Regions from separate parts of the Hordeum vulgare genome. Here region 2 is linked to region 1. A link is a contact called in public Hi-C data. All regions are on one chromosome and are shown on one strand. Each heading gives the region's core, a stretch centred on a gene start, on an enhancer-like site or on the middle of the called end of the contact. The rest is flanking DNA. Distances are from core to core; before and after follow the strand shown.

Region 1 (7,371 bases), core at 4,237-6,736:
ATTATACGCCGACGACGTGATGCTGTTTTGCCATGCTGAGATGGAGGAGGTGCTCGCTGTGAAGAGCATTCTAGGCATATTCGAGACCACGTCGGGCCTACAGGTCAACTATGGCAAGAGCTCGGCCACGACCCTGCATGGTGACGAGGATAGTGCTGCCTTGCTGGAGGCACTGGGCTGCCAGGCGGCAAACTTGCCCATCACCTACCTGGGCATACCGCTCACCACTAGGCGACTCACTGCGGCTCAGATGCAGTCGCTAATCGATGCTGTGGCCGACCGCCTCCCGACATGGAAAGCATGGCTCATGAACAAAGCCGGGCGGTTGGCATTGGTCAAATCGGTCCCCAGCGCGATTCCAACCCACCAGATGCTTGCCCTAGCGCCCCCGAAGAAGACCCTGAAGCAACTAGAGAAGATCCAGCGCGGCTTCCTATGGGCTGGTCGCGCGGCTGCGCAGGGAGGACATTGTCACGTGAACTGGCGCACGGTCAGCCGGCCGCTCGTGCTTGGAGGGTTGGGCATCCGAGATCTGGAGCGCACAGGGCTCGCGCTCCAACTGCGGTGGCTTTGGCTATCGAGGACGGACGCTGACAGAGCCTGGCAAGGCCTTGACCTGCAGTTCTCCCGTGAGGAGCTCGGCCTCTTCCACGCCTCCACCTTCATGGTGCTAGGCGACGGCCACACGGCGCTGTTCTGGGAAGACCGCTGGCTGCATGGGCAGTCGATTCGTGAGTTAGCACCCCTGCTTTACCTATGCATCCCCAAGAACAGGAGAAGGGCGCGGATGGTGGCGGAAGGCCTCGCCGGCAATGCCTGGGCTCGAGACATCCGCGGCGTAGTGGTGCTGCAAGAGATTGGCCAATACCTGACGACATGGCAGCATGTCGCGCACACTACCTTGTCCGCTGAGCCAGACAAGCTCGTCTGGAAGTGGACGGCCAATGGAGTATACTCGGCGAGGTCCTGCTATCAGGCAACCTTCCACGGATCCTTCACATGCCATTCTTGGCAGTTAATCTGGAAGGGATGGGCTCCGCCGAAGGTCAAGTTCTTTCACTGGCTTGTGAACCTGGACCGATGCTGAACCACGGACAGACTTGCTCGCCGTGGCCTTCCCCATCACGCCCGCTGCCTGCTTTGCGACCAAGAGCCGGAGACCATCCGGCACCTGCTACTAGCCTGCCCCTTCGCGCGGCAAACCTGGCACGAGGCTCTTTCCTGGCTGCGCCTACCAGCCCCCACGCCGGAGCAGGATATCTCCATTCAGGATTGGTGGATAAGGGCGAGAGATGCCACACCACCATCGCTCCGCAAGGCGCTGAGGTCCACCATGCTGCTAGTTCCATGGATGATTTGGAAACATAGGAATGCGTGTGTATTTGATCATGTCACTCCGTCGCTCTCCGAGCTCTCGGATAGGATCAAAGATGAGATGAGGTGTTGGGCTAGAGCCGGGGACAAGGGGCTTAGGGTAGTCTTGCCCCCATCCTGGGATGTTCATTGAATTACTTGTAACCTGCTGTAATCGTCTCCTCGGAGGCTGACTTTCCCTCTTTTCAATACAAAGAAACGCATATCTCTGCGTTTTCTCGAAAAAAGAAAAAACAACCGAAGTTCCGAAAGTCATAACTTAGAAATGAATACTTAAAGAGTCCCTGCAGTGGTGCACTAGTTATTTCAAAGTAGAATGCTCATTCTGAGGTAACTATTTTTTCGCAAGGTGCCTGTTTGATCCTTGTGGTATATGAGTATACGACTAACTTGGATGGCTTGCACAACTACTCCAATCATGTACCATCCGTTCCTAAATATAAGTCTTTTTAGAGGTTTCACTAGAGGACTACATAGGGATGTATATAAACATACTTTAGAGTGTAGATTCACTCATTTTGCTCCGTATGTAGTCCCCTAGTGAAATCTCTACAAAGACTTATATTTAGGGACTACATACGGATGTATATAGACATACTTTAGAGTGTAGATTCACTCATTTTGCTCCGTATGTAGTCCCCAGTATATTCATGTGTTTTTATATTAATAACAATAACACCATTTTGATCTATAGCATCCCAAATACTATCTATCATGAAGCCCCCAGCTGGATTGTCTCACTTTGCTACCCAGCTCCGTACATCTGTGCAATCTTGCTTGAAGTTGGATACTGCACATGCAAAGAACTCGGTAATCGCTCATAATAGGAATGGATTACCAGGGAATGCTCCAACTTACAATCATCAGGCCATCATGTAAGATGTTAATACTTTGTTCCATGTTTAAATCCTAGAATATTGTCTTATAGTGAAGCTCCAACATGACAAACAGAATAACAAGTGAATGCTGACACTAATGATGCCTCTGTAGGAAACCACCAGCCTTTGATGCTTCGGACTTGGAATTGATAGATCTCCCAGAATCTGAGATGTGCAATGCAAACGAGCAGAAACTAGAATCATCAGGCAATCATAACACTGGAAACTGTAATCGTACAGGTGAGTTACCTCAGTGGATTTATTTGCACTGAGACCAGCTTATACATTTTACAAAGCATGTGTGCCACTCGAAATTAAACGACAAGCGCTGCCATACTGGTCTGTTCTTGACAGCTTCTGCGCCAATTTTGAATGTTACTAGCATCCCAGACTTGCGAGAAGACAAAAGTGGAACTGCAGATCAGGTTTGCACCCTATGCTGTGGAAATTTTCCCTGAGGAGGAAAGTTTTAACACTGAATTTCAGAAAAGTTACTGCTTCAGCTTACTGGCTAAATATTGTGTGCCAGCAGCTGCAGTTTCATTCTCATCAGATCAGGCTATGGAAGTTCTAGTTTCTAGTGTTACATAAAAAATAATCTTGCGGATACTATGTTAGTCATTTGACGTGTGCCATTGTATGTCTGCAGCTCGGTGGGAATAACACAGCAGAGGACCCCAAATATGACAGTGGTGCATGTAGAGATTCCACGATCCAGGATTTGATAGATGACTGCCCTTCCTTTGATCTTGGCTTCTGATGGAAGTGGAAGGTACAGCTCTATTTTATACGTACTCCATGATCTTTACTCCTACAAAGAAGCTCTATTTTATACTCCCTCCGTCCCAAAATAAGTGTCTTAACCTTAGTACAACTTTGTACTAGAGCTAGTACAAAGTTAAGACAGTTATTTTGGGTCGGGGGGAGTACTCCATAATCTTCACTCCTACAAAGATGTCCACTGGTAACAGTAGCCCTTTCACCTTTTGACAGTGTGAAGTATTACCTCCGTCCATAATTACTTGTCTTAGATTTATCTAGATACGGAGTATGAACCATCAGACCTGGATCAAACTTCCCTCAAAAAGACAAAAAAAAAGCTGGATCGAACGGGTCCACCTCTCTCTCTCTCTCTTTCTCATCTTCGTCAGCAATTATATGCTGCCCCTGACCCTGCTCCTCCTTATTGGCACATCCTTTCCGCAGGATGTGCAAAATAATATATTACCTCCGTCACAAATTAGTTGTATCTAACACTAAACCGTGTCTAGATACATCCGTATCTGGACAAATCTGAGACAACTAATTCGGGGCATAGGGAGTATGATGTTAGTTTGCAGCAACTCAGGGATAATATCCTAGTACCTGGTACCATTAGATAAGTTTGTCTGGGCTATTTGCTTCGCATCTCGCACATAGACATAGTGAAGCATGCCTGAAGTTGACCCAGTTTGTCTCCGCTTTGATCGGTAAAACTTTGAGTTCTGACGAGGCATATGGAGCCATATGGACACATGGCCAAGGAGGCGCAGCTTCTCCGAAGACATGAACCGGTCACCATCCACCACTCGGTAGAATCATACTGACCTACGTAACAAAAAACCATGCTTTCACAGCAGCACTGTAGAAACTTCTGCCGCCCCTTTCGTCTCGCCGGCAGCTGGTCACTGCAGCACGTGGTGGTGAATTGGATTCACGCGCGCCCGTCCCGGTCGTGGACCAACAGCTGCTGGATCTATCCATGTACTGCTGTTAGGTAAAACCACTGGCCGCTGCACGCTCAATAGAGCATGCGGGCTGCAGCTCACAGCCCAACACATGCGAGGCAAGTTCCAGGCCTAACCCGTGTTCACTTCTCTGCTGCCAGATGGGAAGATGTGCGAAGCTTTTGCACGTTCTCTAAAGGGTAAGACCTGCACATGAAAGGAAGGCTCACAGCCTGTGGCGAGCCAAAGATTGCTCTGTATGTACAGCCCATTCGAGATTTACGTGTAGACGTTTTCAGAAACGAAAATATCTGTGCAGGAAGTGTTGACTCCTGTATGTGGTTTCCTTTGCTTGCTTGCTGAGCTTTGCTTTGCATTGTACGCAGGGTGCCGTGCATGGCTTGGGCGGACTGTGTCACGAAACAATCAAATCTCTTGTTTGTTGGCGAGAGATCGGGCAAAAGCGGCAGTTCTCTCAAGAAATTAAGCGCGTTGAGCGGGGAGAAGAATGACCTTACGTGTGGGTGTGGGTTGTCATGATTGTACACTGTCAGTTTTACTCTCGTCTTGCGTCCTTCTTTATATTAGCGAGTGATTGCTTTACCTTTTGTTTTATACTGTAGTATATAGCATGGCGTGATATGTTTTGTTTTTCTATAGCAGCTTACCACATATAACATGGCCTTTTGTTTATGATAAAATCGTAGAGACTAGAACATGTTTTCTCCAGTGAAAATCCATGGATGTTGTTTATAGAATGGAAATCTCGTGGAGACTTTGCCTAGTTCTTTTACACTGTCGGTGATTTTGTGGAAATCAACGCACTCGTTTGAACAACAGAAAAATCCACACGGGCCTGTTTGATTCGCAAGGTATCAAAGACATAATAAAAAAAGAATAAACAAAATCAAAATGTCACACACTATTAAATTCTACTCCCTCTGTCATACATCTAAATGTGTCATAGTTATTGTACATCTAAGAAATTAAGTAAACATAAAAAAAATCATACGAATCTTCGCGTAAGATCAGTGATATAGGACTTAGATATGCAACACTTATGACATATCTAGATGTGTTTTAGCAAAACTGATAAACTAATATAATGATCTAAAACGGCATACATTAGTTTAGAGATAGTAGTATATGATTAGAAAACTACTACACGATTAGCATGAAATAGTGTTTGACGCACCACAGTGAAAATAAAGTGAACAGACGACCTGCATAGACAAAACTCAGGATAAAAATTATTTATGTGAAATTCATTTGAACCAAAGGACCTAAACTCTAGGATGCATTAGAGGTTTGGTTACGGCAGACTGGTAAAGAGGTCTACTTTTACGGATGGAATACATACATACATACACACATTTATTTAGTGTATTGTTTTGGATGGCGGAGTGAGTCACACACCTAGCTCGAGTGGAAGGTGATGTGGCGACATCAGCGGGGCACACACGTCCCCACACACACCGCCCCCTGCCCACCCTTGACACCACTCCACTCCAAGCAGAAAACAGCAGCAAATTGATTGATAAATAAAAAAAAAGTAGACGAGGAGAGAGAAACCTATGGATAGGATTCCACAGATTCCCATCGAGATCGAGATCGAGGCGGCCGCGAGACGGCAGGGATCCTGCCCGTCCCATTCCCCCCCTCTCTCCCCTCGCCCCCAGAAACGGAAAACCAGCCCAGCGGCAGCGTGCCAGGGGAATAAAATCCTAGTCAAATACTGACGGGGAGGACGAACATCACAGCAGCAGAAATCCGGCCTTGTGAAGCACGGCGCCGTCCAGCCAGCCAAGGTAAGAAGAAGAGGATGACGAGAAATTTCCTTTCCGATTTCATTTTACCAGCAATATTAATAATACTAATAACCAAGTAACTAAAATATCTATCTTTGCGTTTGATTGTTGCCCTTGCTTTGCTTTCACGTCATTCTCCGGAGGGAGGGAGTAGGCAGACAAGCAACGCAACGCAAGAGCGCTCCGCTCCGATCCGATCCCCTGTCCGCCCGCCCGCCCGCCCGCCCGCCCGCAGTCTCCGCTCTTCTCCCCCTTCTCCATTTATTAGGGGCAGGGCAGGTTCACTTCTTGATCCGCTCGCCTCATCTTGCTATCTGTGGAAGATCGACGTCTTCCTCTTCCGCCGCTCAAGCTTGCGAGCACGTGGCCTGGATCTTCATCCCGTGGGTGGGGCTCACTCGTCCCGGCCGGCACCACTTCTTGCAGATCCAGGTGAAGCACCCTCGCCTGATAAGATTTTCTTGGGATGTCGTCCATGTCATGCGATTATTTCATGGAGCCGAGTTTTTGTTTTGGAGTTAAAAAGAGAGGAGTCCGGGCTCTTCCCCGGGCCAGATCCAGCCGCCATGACCCGTCTGCTCCCTTTGGTAGGGGTCCGGGGGTGTCGGCCTTCTTCTGCGCCATGGCCGATGGGTGGACCGTGGACATTTCTGTGCTTCAACGTTGCTTGCTTGCTTTGGGGAAGCAACCGACATGGATAGCGCTATCATGTACTGCACCGCCACATTGGCAGTGCCACTGTCCTATATCTGGCATCTGAATTAGTCTTTCTGACACCAAGCACTTCATCATGGACGTTTTGTGGATGGTTTATCCGATAGTTTTGGGAATGTTTGCGAGTTATGCGTGTTACGCTGCTGCTCTCAACTGTTATTTAGAGAGAGCGTTTTGCTGATGCTGTTTTCACTTCGAAACAAGTACTATATGAGCTAATGCTGACGGTCAACTTGCTGATGTGCAGGCGGATTCTTGACATGCGAGACTGATGACGGCGGCGGAAGCGAGAGCTGCTTGGCAACGGGCCGCCAACCGCTGCTTGTTTCAGGAGGATGCAAAGAGGGCTCCCAAACTGGCCTGCTGTCCACCGTCGATGCAGCAGCAGCATGAAGCAAACAGCGGGAACCCCACCAGTCCGCGAGACTGCCACATCCCAAACTTCATGCATTTGAACTGGAACCCGATGAACTCCAGTCAGCCGATAGACGCCTGGTTTCTTCAGCTGCAGCCCAATTTCGGGTCCCACAAGGTGCTTTCTGGCGACCGTCTGAATTACATGGGCGGAGAGGCCAGCGCCAAGAAAGTGGACAGTTTCTCGCCCGTCTCTACGCTTGACGACATCAACACCAAGAAGAGCGAGTGCCCTTCTGAGCCGCCGTGGATGGTTTCGACGGCTTTTATGAAGCAAACATCTGAAGCACCTTGCGAAGGGTGCCCTCAAGCGAGTCTCAAGTGCAGAGGAAATCCGAATAGCTTGCTTCGTGAGGACAAAGAGTTTATGGAGTTCAAAACCTTCGATCCTTTGTTTCCCAAGAAACCACAGAAGGCGTGCTATGAGATGGATCCACCTTGGGAACAAGACAGGAAGTCTCAGCCCTGGTGGCAAGT
Region 2 (7,085 bases), core at 2,197-4,696, 590 kb after region 1:
AATTTGAAGTGGTGGTATAAACACTCTCAATTGGACCAGCCCCATAAGTAAAGGAGCACCAAGAAGCGGATTTTCACTCTATTGGACCATTGTTTTCCTCCCTTAGAGCATCTCCAATAGACGGTCCAAATGTAAAAATACCTAACTTTTGGACCGTCTGAGGCAAAAAACGCTTCTCCAGCAGACGGTCCATATGTAAAAAAAAATTGGACCGCGACCTCCTCATGATGTAAAACGCAACACCTCGCGGTGCAAATTTACATCACGAGGTGCATCTGGTCCAAAACCAGCCGCCGCCCGCGAAAGCCCAACCGCCACTTCATTTCCTTTCCCGCCCACGTCTGCCCGCTCGCTACCCGCCCGGCCGCCGCCGCCCCCCGCTGTCCGGCGCCGCCATGGCCGAAGGCGACGACCCCGCCGCCTTCTCCGCCACCGCCGCAGCCGGTGGGCTGACCCACGTGGCCCGCTGCCATCTCACCCGCAACCGCTGCCCCTCGCCCGCCGGCCCGGATTAGCGCCCCGACGAAGGGACGAGGCGGCGGAAAACGGGCGGCCAACCGCAGCCGTAACCCGACCGACAGTTCTACGTGGCCGGTGAAGCTCTCTAAGGCGGCCGCGGCGGCTCGGGGTGACGAATCGCAGCCGATGCGGTCGGCGGCCTCCTCCAGCAGCCCTACATCCATTCCTCAACCTCCCCCCCCCCCCCCCGCCACCGCCGGTCGTGGAGGACGATGTGCTCACGCTTGTTCGACGAAATGTCGCAAAGGTATAAATTTTCCGGTTGTCCTCTCGTTTGTTGTTTTAAATTGTATGTGTTTTTGATTGTTTGTGCGTCCAATTGTAGTCTTGATGATGAAGCTTTCATGCACGCAACAAATGTGGCAAATGATGATTACATGTATGCGTCACAAGAATATGAAACCCAATATGATGATGACAATCCTGATGTGGACGATGAGGGCTTTGTTGTCAAGGGAAGAAGTGGAAATTATACCACCGCGGAGGATGTGTTGATATGCACCGCTTGGAAGAAAATCTCTCAAGATGCAAGCGTTGGAAGCGACCAAACGGTGAACACTTATTGGCAACGCATCAAGGAGTACTTCGATGAGCGCAACACAAGTGGTCACTTCCGTCCGAGCGACTCTCTACGCCAACGTTGGTCCACCATCAACGCTGAACGCCAAAAAGTGGTTCGGTTGCTTGTCAAACGTCGCTCGCATGAACCCAAGTGGTTGCGGTGAAAGTGACTTGGTAAATATTCCCTCTTCGTGCGTGCTTTGTCAAATATTTCCTCTTTGTTCCACATGTTGATGATGATGTGTTGCTTGTTTTATTGTAGAATATGATTGCACAAGGATTGTTTCGAGAGAGGAACATGAAAGGCCAGAAGAAGAAAAGGAAAGGAAAAGCTTTCACTAGAGAGACTTTTGAATCGTCGAAGAAGAGTGTGGTGCTTGAGGATGAAGAAGATGTCATTGAGGAGACGAGCCCCACTCCTCACTCCGCGACAAAATCTTATAGGCCCGATGGAAACAAGAAAGTGAAGGGAACCAAGGCCGGAGACAATGATCTCAAGGAAGGATTTGATGCCATTGTCATGGCGAGGAAAGAGTATGCCGAAGAGAAAAGAATCTTGAAGCTCAAGGAAATAGAGGAGAGGAGTGAGGCCGAGCGGCGAAGGGCAGCGGCCGAGGAGAAGAGGGCGGCGGCCGAGGAGAGGTTGGCCGCGGCCGAGGAGAGGAAGGTGGAACTAGAGGAGAAGAAGGCGGCAACATGAGTGGCGTTGGAGTTGGCTTCGTCGGCAACATGACCGGTATGGGACGCAATGAAGATGCTTCCGGTGGTGCTCACGGCAACGAGAGTTCACCGCTTGTTGAGAACGTCGACAAAGAAGGTGGTGAAGATGATGATCGTACCACGGTTCACAAGGCCGGTGGTGTTGATGACCCGCATGAGTAATATTCATGTGCATTTCAATTTCTAGGGCGAAAAACTTTGATTGAGACGATGCTCTTTTGGTAGAGGGATTTGATACTATGATGGTGATGCACTTTTGATTGAAACTATGATGATGATGCACTTCATTTTCAAATTTTTGATGCTATTTCAATGCAAAACCGCGGCTGAACAGTGGCTGGCAGCAGCCGCGCGGCCGTTTTCAGATTTTTACATCTTTGGTTTGGACCATCTATTGGAGTTGCTATTTTGGACCATCAATTTGGACCATCTGTTGGAGTTGAGCGTTTTTCGGAGCTCCAAAATGCACTTTTTGGCGGTCCAAATTTTACATCTCCGGTTTTGGACCGTCAAAATTTGGACCATCTATTGGAGATGCTCTTATCCTGCCCATCTAATTTCTAATGTGAGCATAATTCCAGGCATGTAACAGGAAGCAATACTTGTGGGAGTTAAATTAGGCAAAATGACATCAACTTGAGTAAATTACCACCCTCCTTCCTGCAGGGACTGGAATGGTGCTCCATCTTATCGTGAACAGACGCCACAAGAGCCTCAATCTCTTCCTTGGCCCGTTCAAACAGATTGGGCCCCCTGACCTTCTCCACAGACGTGTCCTCGCTTATGTCGTCGCTTGTCCCGTGCGTCTCCTTTTTGTGGATGCTGCCTTTGTTCATTATACGCACCACCACTCTGTTGAAAAACGCAGCAGCTTTCATCATCGGTAGCATACAAGAAGTGAAAATGGAACTAGAGTTTTGCACTGGACTAAAAATGCCTTTGCACGATGAATTGGCAGCAACAAGTGGCGACACGCTTGTCTTGAGGCAAGCATAAAGTTTATATAACTATAATAAGCACCAAGTACCCCAAAATCAAGATGGTAAGCATCTAAAGTGAGAAACAGGAAATTTCTAACTAACTGGTAGCCTACAAGTTCAGAAAACCTGCACAAATCAACGCGGTTAGCTTACTGCGGTCCCAGCTAGGCGCGACGAACTATCATTTTGGAAACGTCTCCACTAGAGACCGCAAGAAATTTTAATCATCCTTCCGTTGATCCCAGATACGGGCGATCTAGCCTATCCCGGGATCGGGCAAACGCCAACACCACGTGAAGTACGAGGATGCGAAGCAAACAGAGCGGGAGAGCGAGAGGGAGAGAGATAGATATTCGTGCCTGTGGGTGGATGTCGTCGCCGGCGAGCCGGCGCGGCGAAGTCGATCTCCTTGCGTGCTCCGGGAGGGGGGGGGGGGGGGAGGAGATGCGGACGGACAGGAGGAAGGGAGGAAGTGGGGGAGAAGAAAGAGACGGAATTATTCCTCGGCCCAGGCCGAAAGTCCATGTAAAGCCCACTTACGGCCTGTTGACTCACATGTCAATGCTCACTGCACACTGCACAGGGCTCTCTGGACTATTGACCCAGATGTCAGTGAACAAGCAGTCAGAAGAGCCGCGCGGCTTTCTTGACCGTCGGGGCAGGGAAACGCCGGGCCCACTTGCCAGCGTCGCTCCCTCCCGCCCGGCGGACAGAGAGGGCGACAGGTGGCCAGCGTCCACGGAGACCCCGTCGTTACCGACTCGCCGGCCGCCGCCGCAAGGCAGACAGACGCATCCGCGCTCTCCCGATGTCTGGGGCGACCGCAGCTCTCCTGCGCGCCCACCGCGTGCCCATGCTGCATTCGCCCTTCGCGTGCTCGCTCGCCGCCGCGCGCTCCCTGGGCGCGCATCTCCCTCTCCGCGCCCCGGCGCCCGCCGCGCCGCTCTCCTCCCGCCTCCCCCTCGCGCGCCTCCGCTCCGGCGCTTCGCGTACGTAAAATCGTAATTGCATCATGTACTGGTTGCGCCTCAGCTGTTCGACGTAATGCCTATACCCCCCTGGTGTGAACCCTCCAGCGCGCTTCTTCTCCTCCTCCTGCGGCGCCCCTGGCAGCGCTGTCTCTTCCTCGGCGGCGGAGCACGAGGAGCCGCGCAAGTCGGAGCTCATCTTCCTCGGCACGGGCACCAGCGAGGGCGTCCCGCGCGTCAGCTGCCTCACCCACCCCTCCAAGACCTGCCCCGTATGGCCCTCCACCTCCATCCCGTTATCAACCACCGGTGGACTCACTTTGTTCTGCTTTTCTCACAGTGCTCGGCTAGCTAGGTGCTCGGTGTGATGTTGGCTGTTTGTTTGTTATTATGGCCTGTTCGCAGGTTTGCACCAAGGCAGCAGAGCCGGGGAACCGGAACCGAAGGCGCAACACCTCCATTCTCCTGCGCCATGTCACGCCGTCTCGCACTTCTAACATCCTCATCGATGCTGGCAAGTATGCGCTATTTCTTGCACTGCCAGTTGCTTCTTCTCTCTCCCGCAACAAGCAACGGATTATTATCATACCCGAAGCTAGAGCTATGGGCAGGGATAGTAGAAAACACCCAGAGTGTATCACTGTTTTGAAGCAGAGTAACCTGAAATTGCTTACATTCATAGTAGCTGATATACAAGCTGTTTTAGTAAATAATGTGCATGTAGAAAGTAAATGTTTACTAGTAACGAGCTATCACACCCTGATGCTTTGTTTCTTCTGTCAGGTTTTTCTACCATTCCGCGCTCCAGTGGTTCCCTGCTTTTGGGTACTGAACTGTTCACATGCACTGTTATTTATTTTCAAGAAACGTAAGTGTTGTTAACGTTTGCTGCTGATCTTCAGGTTGAGGGAGATTGATGCTGTCATTATTACTCATTCTCATGCTGATGCAATTGGAGGTCTGAGTGGTTCCAACCTTCTCAATTCCTATGCACCTTATAATTGAATGCTTGTACCATGTGCCAGAACCATGAGTTGGTCGCGAGATCTGATGGGTTTCACCTCTAGCCTACCCCAACTTGTTTGGGACTAAAGGCTTTGTTGTTGTTGTACCATTTTTAATTGTCCCGTCTAGCGTCTGTCCTTTCCAAACACTTCCCGCAACACAATTTTGTTTCTATTAGTTGAAACAAAAAAACCATCATCCTTGTGGCCTTTTCCTTTCCAAAAAGATAACAGTGTGAATGGTGCAGGCCTTGATTGTCTTCGTGATTGGACGAACAATGTCCAGCCCTCCATCCCAATTTATGTGGCACCGCGTGATTATGAGGTTCGAAAATCTTGTACTTAGTTATGTTGTATATTAATTTTTTTCTAGTATTACAGCCTCAGAAATTTTATGGAATACATGAAAATCCATTATGCCATTTTATTAAAAAATTACGCCTTTCCATTTTTAGTTTATATCTTTACAGCTGGCTCAGTTTTCTTTCCTTTCCCCCATTTGCTCGTTTGTATCAGGTGATGAAGATGACACACCACTATTTGGTCGACACAAGTACGGTTATACCTGGAGCTGCAGTTTCAACATTACAGTTCAACATTATAAACGAGGAACCATTTACCGTTCAGGATCTTGAGGTTTGTAATCTGAAACAACAACTTCAAAGCAAGAAGTGGACTTATACTTATAAGCTGTTCGCTTACAAATTACAAATGGTATTCTCCCTTTAGACTCAGTGAGATGTAGCAAGAAAATAGTACATGTAGCCAGGTAGACAAATGTACGTTTAACTCTTTTATTTTGGTCAGTTATAACTTATAATGGGATGGGATCACTTAATTGATTGATAGTGCTGTTAGTAGCAGCTAATAGGGCAGTTTACCAGCGTAATTCAGACAAGATGCCTTCCAGTAAGTTCGAGTACATTTGTTTTCATTGATGGCTCGATGTAATATGGGGAACTTTTGGATAGAAACATTATATGGAGAACCTACCAACCTGTGGTTGTGGAGCTAAGTAAACGTGTCATGATCTCAGTTTTTATGTATCCCGCTCAAATGCAAAATTACTTATTCATTAGGTCAGTATGTGTTGAATATACTTTGGATTCATAACAGAGTCTCATGTTCAATTTATTTTGCTAAAGATATAATGTCTACATTTCAGGTAATTCCTTTGCCTGTATGGCATGGTCAGGGTTACCGTTCCCTTGGTTTCCGTTTTGGTGACATATGCTACATAAGGTAGACTGAGTTCACTGCAAGGCCTGTTTATTGTAACGACTTGTGTGTTGGTAGGCATCTTATCTGAATTGCTCTGATGTTTGCAGTGATGTCAGTGATATACCTGACGAAACCTACAAACTTCTGGAAGACTGTCAACTTCTTATATTGGTATTCCTTCTCTTTTTCTTGTTTTGCGTATCTCTCTGATTGTTAAATCATGAAATTATTTCATTGGACTGTTGTATGCTGCTAACTTTGTTTTCTTGCGTTTCTCTGATTGTTGAATCATGAAATAGTTAGATTCATCTGAAAGATGCACATTTCTTATCCTGCTAACTTTTGTATTGACCTACCTGTGCATCTCTCTTGAGTAATCACTGTTGACTATAAATTGGATTGATCTTGGTTTTATGTAACTTACTACAGGATGCTCTTAGACCTGATCGTTCTTCTTCAACACACTTTGGATTACCTAGGGTAAGTTCTAACACATTAGTTCTTCCTTCTTATATTTCACAGTATTCAGTTGTGATATATTCTTCAACTATACAGGCCCTCGAGGAAGTCAGGAAAATCAAACCAAAGAGAACACTGTTTACCGGTATGGCCTGAGTAACCAATCATGTTGTTGCTTTTATAATTATAGTGAACTTTTTTTTTCCTTACAAAATAGCTCAGGAGTTGTATTGAGATTAGGGCATGGGATCTGTCGTTCTATTCCAACTCCTTTGTTTGGTATCTAATGGGAATTTGGCAGAGAAGTTTATTCCGTTATTTGTTTAGTGGGAATTGGTGCTAGATTAGCCAAGAGATGATGACATAAGTTATGATGAAGGGGTTAAGATGTAATCACTAAAATGATTCCCTCCCCCTCCCCTGTTAATAAAATGGTGGGAGTTGGACTCTCAACTGCTATGCCTAGTCCCTCATCAATTCCCATGCCCCCTAACCATATGATGGATTTGAAGTCTCATACCCCTTCAATCCTCACCCCCTAGCTCTAATTGCACCCGACCAAACATGCTGTCAGTGTCAGCTCTTAAGTGCATTTTGGATTTTCTCTATGGTTCTACAAAACATAACACACCCTTAAACAGACTGCACAGTTT

What was found. Hi-C and Micro-C count contacts between places; a contact is called where the count stands out from the background.
Region 2: a contact with region 1 is called in a Hi-C map of seedling, with 5 times the contacts expected there. The contact joins the promoter of LOC123395084 here to the promoter of LOC123395024 in region 1. A contact is called at or near these places in 4 of 6 Hi-C or Micro-C datasets (leaf and seedling) and 1 of 1 datasets of contacts at active chromatin or transcription factors (embryo).

Annotation. Positions count from the first base shown.
Region 1 is chr5H:403,798,768-403,806,138 of MorexV3_pseudomolecules_assembly, forward strand. It overlaps LOC123395024, which reads left to right and starts at 5,487. Exons shown (of 4, transcript XM_045089935.1): 1 at 5,487-5,766; 2 at 5,910-6,198; 3 at 6,728-7,371. The coding sequence starts at 6,752. It overlaps LOC123395023, which reads left to right. Exons shown (of 19, transcript XR_006609645.1): 14 at 2,069-2,249; 15 at 2,365-2,492; 16 at 2,607-2,677; 17 at 2,902-3,024; 18 at 4,120-4,215; 19 at 4,345-4,722.
Region 2 is chr5H:404,392,521-404,399,605 of MorexV3_pseudomolecules_assembly, forward strand. It overlaps LOC123395084 (putative hydrolase C777.06c), which reads left to right and starts at 3,447. Exons shown (of 12, transcript XM_045090015.1): 1 at 3,447-3,769; 2 at 3,857-4,020; 3 at 4,154-4,266; 4 at 4,532-4,573; 5 at 4,651-4,706; 6 at 5,001-5,077; 7 at 5,269-5,388; 8 at 5,918-5,994; 9 at 6,081-6,144; 10 at 6,403-6,453; 11 at 6,529-6,577. The coding sequence starts at 3,589. It overlaps LOC123395086, which reads right to left and starts at 3,237. Exons shown (of 3, transcript XM_045090016.1): 1 at 3,140-3,237; 2 at 2,450-2,652. The coding sequence starts at 2,636.